3 separate regions of the Gossypium hirsutum genome follow, and regions 2 and 3 are each linked to region 1. Evidence: chromatin contacts called from public Hi-C data. All regions are on one chromosome and are shown on one strand. The core of a region is the stretch at or near the end of the contact, and the rest is flanking DNA. Distances in the headings are between cores, read along the strand shown.

Evidence for each region. A called contact is a pair of places that touch in the nucleus more often than the background predicts.
Region 2: a contact with region 1 is called in a Hi-C map of leaf, with 6 times the contacts expected there. The contact joins the promoter of LOC107921581 here to the promoter of LOC107921369 in region 1. A contact is called at or near these places in 13 of 34 Hi-C or Micro-C datasets (callus, fibers, hypocotyl and 2 more).
Region 3: a contact with region 1 is called in a Hi-C map of leaf, with 3 times the contacts expected there. The contact joins the promoter of LOC107922333 here to the promoter of LOC107921369 in region 1. A contact is called at or near these places in 3 of 34 Hi-C or Micro-C datasets (all in leaf).

Annotation. Positions count from the first base shown.
Region 1 is chrD01:51,116,504-51,119,961 of Gossypium_hirsutum_v2.1, reverse strand. It overlaps LOC107921369 (2-phytyl-1,4-beta-naphthoquinone methyltransferase, chloroplastic), which reads right to left and starts at 1,531. Exons shown (of 8, transcript XM_016851237.2): 1 at 1,374-1,531; 2 at 1,221-1,285; 3 at 1,065-1,155; 4 at 912-1,000; 5 at 617-750; 6 at 441-502; 7 at 199-298. The coding sequence starts at 1,493.
Region 2 is chrD01:50,969,618-50,972,923 of Gossypium_hirsutum_v2.1, reverse strand. LOC107921581 (axial regulator YABBY 4) reads left to right here and starts at 1,298. Exons shown (of 7, transcript XM_041087375.1): 1 at 1,298-1,501; 2 at 2,923-3,060; 3 at 3,232-3,306. The coding sequence starts at 1,499.
Region 3 is chrD01:50,890,702-50,894,079 of Gossypium_hirsutum_v2.1, reverse strand. It overlaps LOC107922333 (E3 ubiquitin-protein ligase BOI), which reads left to right and starts at 1,436. Exons shown (of 6, transcript XM_016852324.2): 1 at 1,436-1,750; 2 at 1,849-1,901.

The DNA.
Region 1 (3,458 bases), core at 282-2,781:
TTACAAAGAAAATCTGACTAATACGCTACTGATATAGATCTAATAGACACTTTAGTTACGGGAATCTACAACTTTCTAAACAAAGATTAAATGAAGTTAGATTTCAAAGACTTAGTTTGATAACATCTAGAAAAACGAATCATCAGTGAAAAGAAAATAATTCAGCATGAATAGACATAGGCAATTGAAGGAATGAACCTGTTAAAAATTCATCAATGGAAGTTTTCAAATACTGGTACTCCTTGGCAAGGCCGTAAACTGTTGCCGTTGGTACTACAACATTATCAATCATCCATTCCTTTCCGAAAGAAAAACTTTTGATCGTCAATGGCATCTTTCAGAATTGAACTTAATGTGCAACAAGTGCAAGGTGACATTCGTCACTACCGCAACTCTTTACGATGTTCAAATATCTAAAAAGTTGGGGCAGTGCTGTATACCTGAAACAATGCAGTAAATGGCTGCATGCTTTTATTGAAGTCGAGGATCGATACCCTTGAGCCTGCAGAAAGAAGCAACCTTTAAAGTATTTTCAATTTTCCATCAAGTTCAATTAAAAAAGAAAACCTATATGCCAACAAGAGAAACAGAAGATTTGAGTATATAGTCTATAGACCAGGCTTTAGAACTCGGAACATCTCCTGCATAGCTCGACGTTTATCAACCACATTGCGCAGCCCATAACCCATAGTAATAGCATCAAAGTAACCATTAGAAAATGGCAAATCGAGTGCATCACCTTCAACCCATCTAGATTCAATTCCAAACACAAATTATGTCATGATAAGACAAAACTTATAATGGTTTTATGCACAATAGAAGATAAGTTTGTAATACTTCACCTATGACCTCCATTATTGAAAGAGCATTTTCATACTAGTTAGTTAACGACAAGATTTACCAGTGCTCACTCAATGTTATTGTAGCAAGCCTTTGAAAGCAAGTATTGGCGTGATGAAGCAATTGATAGTTGTTCTTTCGAGAAATCGAGGCCAATTACCTACACACTTAGCACCTCAGATACTATTTGTATTTTGGTATAAAACAATTCAAAACAAGCATACTTTGCCGTCGGCACCGGCCTTCTCAGACATGAGGAAGGTTAAATCCCCGCTTCCACAGCACAAATCCAAGAGGGAATCTCCCGTTTTGGCCCTGTTTCAGTGCTTGGTAAATAAAAATTCAACGAAACAAAAAGGGGGAGAAATTTGAATACCAACCCACTCCATGATACAGCCATGCGTTTCCATATACGATGCTGACCCAAACTCAGCAAATCATTCAGCTGCAAATGTTATCAAAACCAAAGGCAAAAATTACGAGAAGAAGAAGACTGGTTGAATAAAAGGATAGAGAGGTGAAAGATGGGTTACGTTATCATAAACAGGGGCAATGCGGTTAAAAAGCTGCTGGCGGTCGCTAGCGCAACGAACGGAATGGCGTTTGAACCGGGAAGTTGGTAGTAGTGGAACTGAGAATTGAAGAGAATGCATTTTCTGTTCTTCGTCTGCTCAAGTTCTGAATTTTTACGTCTTTTTATCTTTTAATCGTACATTCTAAATACCGACGATCCAAATCAGGCCATTACTATTTAGGGCTTAAGTTGAGACCAAGCCCATCATCTTCACGGATGCTTGGACTGTTGTCAATTTTTCATAAAAACTCCTGTCTATTTTTATTTCGTCATTTCTTAGTTTTTTTTTTTACTTTTTCAAATTTTAAAATTTTAATTCTCATCAAACAATAATTGTTAAATTCATTAAGTAAAATTATGATATTTTCAAATTTTGGTGTGCAAAACATATTATTATATATGTAATGTCATGTCAACTTATTATTTCCACATAATACTCATTAAAATTCAGTTAATGAATTATCGAATGTCATTTTTGTTAAGATTGAAATTTTAAAATTTGAAAAGTATAGGGAATTAGAATGACCTAGTTGAAGAAAATGGACTAAATCTACAACTGTACATATAGTACAAAAATAGTAATTAAATTTAACTAAATGAATTTAAATGCTACTGTTTAGGGCAAGACCAAAATTTGAAAATTAGAAAAGTACAAGGACTAAAATTGATCAAATAAAAGCATAGGGACTAAATCCATAGCTTTTGCAAAGTACATGTACTAATAGCAGAATTTAACCTAGTAGAGGAGATATCGATTCGGTTCAGTCGAGATTTTTAGATTTTTTGAACCACCTATTATAATTCGGTTCAGTTCTTGGTTTTCCCATATTAATTTTTGGTTTGATTTTTTAAACTTATTTTGATAAAATAAGCTTTGTTTATGGCTTTTGACTATTATTTGACAAAAATTCAAAGGTATTTTTCGTAAATACTTCTAAAAAACAATAATTTTTCAAGAACTTTTAAATTATTTTTATTATTTTAAATATAAAATTTTTATTTTTATACCATAAAATTTAAAATTAAATATATTTTAAATAAAAAATAGAATTCAATTTGGTTTCGAGTAATCGCGGTTTTTGAACTTGCATTTCATAAACCATCTAAATACCTCAGTTCGGGTCGGTTTTTGGTTTGGTTGATTTTTTTGCTTAGCCCTAGATTACAGCCTTTCAAATAAATAAATAAAGGCACAATGTCTTATTTGACCTTTTAACTTTACAAAAAAATCATTTTAGTCATTCATTTAATTTTCGTCTCTTTTACCTCTTGAATTTGCGATTTTTGTCAAATCACCCTAAAATAGATATGAACATATATGTGACTACCATGTGGATGCCACATTAGCAATTAATTAATTTTTTGATATTTTTTAAAATTTTTTAAAAAATTATAATATAATTTATTTTTTAAAAAAATAAAAAATTATATATTTTTAAATTAAAAAAATTAATTAATTGTTGATGTGACATCCACATGGACTGCAATGTTAGCAAAGTTAACATTTGTTAAGAGCAAAGATTGAAGTTACATGAGAATCCAAAATCAATCTTGTAGTATTTTGTAGGTCAAATTTGACTAGACTTTTCGAGATGCTCTGATAGATTTTTGGGTGGTTCTTGTAATACTCCGAAAATTTTTACAGTAAGGAAAATAATATAATATCTCTGATATAGTAAAATAAGGAAATAAAGTGCTAAAAAGGGGTAATTTTGAGTTATGGAAATATTGGGAAGTATATTATAACATATTAATTCAAGAAAGGATTAAATCGCAAAAGTGAGAAAAGTTTTGTTACCCAAAGTAAATACTCAAAAATTGAGGGGTTAAAGTGTAAATATGAAAAAGTTGAAGGACCAATGGTGTAAATATTTTAAGGGTGGAATGATCTAGAAACTAAGAAAAATGGATGGATTAGGACCAAATTGAAAAAGGTGAAGAAGTTTGAGGGACTAAATCACAATTTTACCAAATTAAGTGATGACTCAACGATAGAATTTTAAAAGATTATAAAAGGCAAAATGGTCAATTAGAAGAGAGAGAA
Region 2 (3,306 bases), core at 49-2,548, 150 kb after region 1:
TTCCTTTAACAGAACACCTGGAATCTTGCCTATCTTCATAAACTATCCCATCTCTTTGCTATGTTCTAGAAAGTGAGTCAGCCCCAGGCATGAATGGTGACCCCTTGAACCAACAATCCAACAAATTCAATTAACGAATTTTGACATAATCCATGACTGTTAGGTCTTCCCATACCAACAACACAATAGTACAGCCTGATATTCTGATCATCGTCAGGCTTTTACCACACGCACCACTTAATTCATTTACTTAGTTGGTATTTAAATTTATATATCATCACCCAGGTTGTTATTTCCGCACTAACAAATGTTGACGTTACCCCGATGGCCAATCCTACTAGTGACATGTCGTAGCCTCTTAGTATGACTTGTGATAGATATAAATTAAAAAATTGTAAATCTTTTAGAAAATATAAATTACGTTTAAAAATGTATAATTTTTTGGACAAGTACAAGTATCAACTAGGTACTTTTTGAACAAGTTCATGGAGCAAACTACATATTAACCCTTAAAAAAGTAATACTATTAACAAATTAGGATAATGTGTGTAACTAAATATAAATTCAGATGCCAACTAAAAAAAATGCCACTTAGATACTTTTAGGCAAGTTTAAAAACTGAAAATAAAATAGGATTATGATTGTATGGTGAAGAAAGCTGTTACTAATCTGAAAACATCAAGAATTGCATCATGAAGTAGGAAGGATGTCGACTAAGGTTTTCATAAAAGTTTATATATGATGTTAGTTTTGGCAGACATTGCACTATGCGGTATTGCGTATGTTTAAGTGATAGGGTTAACTGTTTTATTAATTTAAAAGTGGAAGATGAAATGTGTGTGGGTGCACGTATGGATCCATCAATTAAAGTGGGTTTATCCCAAAATGGTTAAAAATTGAAAGCATATGAAAATTATATTAAAGTTATAGGAAGCATTGAGAGTCTTGATGATTTGAAGATGCTGTATTGACATTTCCATATATGAAGTATGGATGGTGGGGACATCACAGGGAGCACATGGGTGAGACAGTCAACAAGAGAGTGAAAGCAAGGTGAAATGGAAAATGGGGAAATAAATGTGAGCATTAAGGATGATGGTAGTGCATGCAAGGCAAGTAACAAGAACAAAGACAGCAGTGGAAAGTAGGGAAGTGAGGGCATTGCTCATTATCTCAATCAAACTTACCTTGTTTGAGGAAAGACAAAACCTGAGATGCCTATTTTCCTTCTCCATACACTCTTCTAGAAACTTCCCCTCCTCTTTTAAATGGTAAAAAAAAGCCTCTTGCCCTGAACTAGAGAGTAAATGTTACAGAAAACAACACATGAAAACCATTAGTCACTATGTCCCTTTTTCATCCTTTTAATGGAATTGGCTAACATCAAATGCTACACACCAAGGTTGAAGCTTGCGATTGTTTTTAGCAATTTAATTAAAACTCTGTGTGAATCACAACGTTGACAAGCTTGGGAGGGCTACTTTTGTCAGAACATGAAATGGTATTTCTTTCTTTTCTTTTTCTATTATTTTCTAAGAGAGATGATAACTGGGGGAAATGCTAGTCTCTTTTTTTTTTCTTTTCTTTTTCTATAAATATTCAAATATTTAACTTACAGTTGCATCATTGTAATTGTAAAGCACATGAGTGATTATATATTGAATTTTGGAGTAGAATTTTTTTTTGGAAAAGTAGATATGAAGTGATTATGACAATTGCCTATTCCGTCTCAACTCACCTATTATTTTATCATTATATATATATTATTTTTTATTATTTTTTGAAACATTATGTTTAAATATTTATTTGACACTAAAAAATGATAATATTAAAGATAAGTAACAAAAATTAAATTGACGCAGAACTGGGTGGGGTAGGACGAATATGGATGCATTCAACATCCATAAAAGTGATAATAATTTTTAAAATTATATATCTAATATGGAGCGAAGTGGATAGTGTAGCAGAGCATATTAACTATGAAGTGATGGTGGATTTATAGTAATATCTGTCCTCTCTCGTTCCATTGTCTTCCCTAAACTTATCTATGAATTTTATAATTTATTATTATTTTATACACTCAAATTTATTTTTTCACAAATGAGTTATGCTGTCTCATACATATGACAGGGTTATAACTTTGCTCGTAGAAATTTGTTATGCTATTGTAGATATAGAAGATACTTAAAATATTATATCTTACTTTATGATTATGATTTTGAGGTTATTTTTGTTTTTTTATATTTAAAAAAAGAAAAAAAATGCAAACTCATATAATAAAATTTGAAACTTATGTTATTTTTATTTTATTATTTCAATAAAGTTTAATTTTTACAACAATATTTTATAAATATATTTATTATATAAAAAAATTTCCATCATAAGTTAGTACAATTTATTATCGTGAATTTAAGCATTAACCACATATTTTAATCTGCTGCAACAACAACAAAGATTTGCCATATTTGAATATCATTTATTGTTCCACGAATGTATGTACTTAGTTTAAATTTGTTTAGCAACAATAATGAAAGCGCAATGCTTAAGGAATTAAGTGGTATAAGATATAACTAAAGAAAGGTAATATCCTTGTAATTAGAGTCTCTGTACAATCTATAAATCCCACCTCCCATGTATATCAAAAGCCCACCACATCATCTTCATTGTCTCTCTCTCTCTCCCCCTCACTTCCTCACACACAAACTCTCAGAAACAGACAAACTAACATCAACAAAGAAGAAAATGTCGACACTGAATCATCTCTTTGATCTCCCTGAGCAGATTTGTTATGTACAATGTGGTTTCTGCACTACCATTTTACTGGTAAAAGAAAAAAGAATGTTTTTCCCCACACTATATATGCATGCGTTAAAGTCTTTTCTCTCTCCAGCTTACGGTAATTTGGCTTTTGAAATATTGCAGGTAAGTGTCCCACGTAGCAGCTTGTCCATGGTGGTGACAGTGAGATGTGGGCACTGCACAAGCCTTCTCTCAGTTAATATGATGAAAGCTTCGTTTGTCCCACTGCACCTTCTAGCTTCCTTTGCTCATGATGATGAGGTATAAGTATATGTTAATCAATAGCTTGTATGTCGATAATATATGGTCACTACTAGGTTATATTAGCATGTCACCAAATTGATTAATCGATGTCTATCGTTCTTAACTATTGATGATAATCAGTTTCATTAACATCATATTATATACAATATGTGAGCTTCTGTCAAGCAGCCAAAAGAAGGAGCAGTTTCAGAAGAAGTGGGTGGCCATAGAAAGACCTCAGACAGGCGCAGCCCATCGTTGATG
Region 3 (3,378 bases), core at 187-2,686, 230 kb after region 1:
AAATTAATATAAAATAAGTCCTTTTATGCATGAAAACTATATAATAAAATATAAAATCACATTTTAATAATTTCTATGTCCTAATTTCATATTTTCACATATTTCATTAATTTATTAAACAATTACCTAGTTTTAATAACAAATTTAAGTAGAAAGGTGATGAATTATATAGGAAAAATCCTATATATTTTTTCGTTTACACATACCCAATCACTCATCCAAACCCATCCTTAACAAATCGATATCAAAATAGATAAAAAAAATAAAAAAAACAGTATTATATAAGAGTAAATTACACCAACAGTCACTCAACTTTGATGTAGCTGACAAAACAGTCACTCAGGTTTCAATTCAGCCACTCAACTTTCGAAAAATGACAAATTAGTCCTTTTAACCATTTTCCGTTACAGACGTAACGAAAAAGTGACATGGCAGTTGACAAATTCCTTGTTTTTATTAACCAGCCAGCTGGATGTTAAGCACTAATTTAAACAACCTTTTTTAACACCAATTTAGGGTTTAGTAGAAGAAAAGAAAAAAATGGAAAGTTGCACCAGTTTGGGGACCTAAGTAATACCAGTAATCCATAGGAATTTCTTGATTTGGCATCATGATTACTGAAGCTCCTCAAAGTTGCAAAGCTCCTTTGTTTTCCATTGCTTGAAAAGTCCCTTTCCAGCAGCTGTTTTATGTTAAGCTTAGAGTTTGCTTCACCTATATCAATAAATGCAAACTTGAGCAGAGTGGAGTTAAAAATTTGGGTTTGTAAGGGTTGGATTAGGACTTTGGTTGACTCCAACTCAGTTGAAATAGTAAAGACACCGCGACGGGGATTGGCAATCCGACAGCTTAAGGTTGTAGTCAATGCAACAAGCATTAGAATGCTTATCAAAGGTCTGAGTGACCTCTTCATGAGAACAATCACATTGGGGGGACGATTTTGGCAACACCCTGGTTTGTTAATTGTTGTTTTTAATCCACAATAGCAACAACTAAGGGAAGAAAAAATAATATGGGAAAAAAACCTTAACGATTTTACAGTCTCTTCTCTTCTTCTTCTTCTTCTTCTTCTTCTTCTTCTTCTTCTTATTCTTCTTCTTCTTCTACTATTAGGGTTTTTTTTCAATTTCTTCTTAAATTAGGTGGGTTTCCACGTGGACATATCCAACGTGGCTAGTTAATTGGCCGCATCAGCTAGTTAACTGGCCATGTCATTGTCCCCTTAGGTCTGTAACGAAAACTGTTAGTAGGTGATTGATTTGTCATTTTTTGATAACATTAGTGACCGATTTATCATTTTTTAAAAGTTTAGTGACTGAATTGAAACTTGAATTACTAATTTATCAGCTACATTAAAGTTAGGTGACTCGGTGTAATTTACCCATTATATAATTCATGCAAAAAATAAATTGTGAATAAAAAACTTTAATAAATTCTACTGATTTCAGTTAGCGTAACCACTAAGTAGAAAGGACTGGGCGTGCTTTGTTAATGCCACCGATTCTTAATCATTAGTATTATTCTTTTCAATAATTTTGTTCTCCCAACTTCCTCTTTCTCTCTTTTCTTTTTTTCCCTTTGGCTTTTTATTTTTCCTCTTCTATTTATTTCTTCTCTCTTTTAATTTTCTTTCTATCCGTCCGTTTTCCTTCTTTTCTTTCGTTCTTTGATTTTCTGAGGTCAATACTTTGAGATCCTAAATGATCGGTTTCTCTCTTTGATATCTTCTCCAAAAACGTTACATTTTGTGGTACGTTTTATTTATTCTTTCTACGATGTATTTTCTTTATATATATATATATATGTATATTTGTTTCTGGGTATTGAAGATTGGTTTGGGAATTGCAGATTCTGCGCAGTTACTGTTGTTGAAACTGAATAAAATAGCATACGTATCGCAGGTACGGTCTTTTAGATTGTTGGGTTTTCCATGTCTTCGATGATGTTTTCTTTAGAACTTTTATTTATTTTAGGTTGTCATTCAAAAAAAATAATTCTTTTTCTCGAGATTCATCTAGAATGTGAAATTGATCTTAATCTCCTAGTTTGTGTAATGATTATTACTCCTTGTTAATTTGATGTCTGATTTTTCCTTCTGTTTTCTCTTTTGATCTTGATATTCTGCTTTCTGGTTTTTCTTTTTGTTTCCATCACTTCATCTCCCACATTCCTTCTTGTCTAGACTTTACATCCGGTTATCTTGTCGGTAATTATCATGGAATTTTGTTGCAACCAAACAAACATAACTTCCATGTTGATCTCCTTATGAAGCATTATCCATAATTATACCTCGTACATTTTCCAACCTTCATTTTTAAGATATCACTAGGTCATCGGCGTGATTTTTTTTCCCCTATTTTTTTTTACCCTTTTGACTGTAGAATCTACTTTTGGAACCTAACTTTAATATTTCGATAGTTCAATCCGTAATTCCGTCAGATTTCTTTCCTTTTTTTTTTCAATAAATAAAGAAGATATTGAGGTAGAACATTAAAGTGTTCCTCCCCTTTTATTATCATCAGCTTAGATTAAGGTGTTTCTTTGATTCATTTGTATTTGAATTCCTAATAATTTCATCATTGTTGATATGAATGCGATTCATGTATGCATAAATCTTGGGTGCATGAATTTTGGGGGTAATAATTCATGTGGGGACCCTCGTAGTTTTTGATAGAATAGCTTAGCATTTATTGTCAACCTAATAGAGGAAGACAATTACATGATCAATTTGTTTCTTCTCCTGAATATTCAGATTAGTATATATGTATTAGTAGGGTATTATCACCAATAAAAATTTATATTGGAACATATATCTGATAAATGGCCTAGAATAATTGGCTATTGCATTATTGTGGGAAGGTGGACATAGTCAACTCTTATCCTAGAGTCATTGTACCATATTTACTGCTAAAATCTACTAGAAGCGTCCATAAAGAGTGGAAATTTCTTTTATAGCCAAATGGTTTTACAGTGTTGAAGTAATTGAAATAATATCTTGACATGATTACATATTCAGTAACTTGTCGATGAATTTGATACAGTTTTTCCATTGTAGTTCTAATCAAAACTCTCTTTTAACAAATTACTTTTCATATTTAAAAATTGTTTTATTTAGTTTTGTGCACACCCTCGCTTTGCTGATGCAAGAGCTTTTTATTTTTATTTTACTTTTTTATTTCCGTAATAATTAATAACTATTAGACATATTATGTACATATAAGAATATAATGTCTTTAGGGTTTAAATCTTGTGCTAGGACTATATTTTATTTGCAAGGAAGCCTAATATAGATAACTTGTAAGCTTTACAACCAAAGTGATTATTATTATTATTATTGAATTAATAGAGAGAAACTAGAGGTTGTTTATAAACCTAATT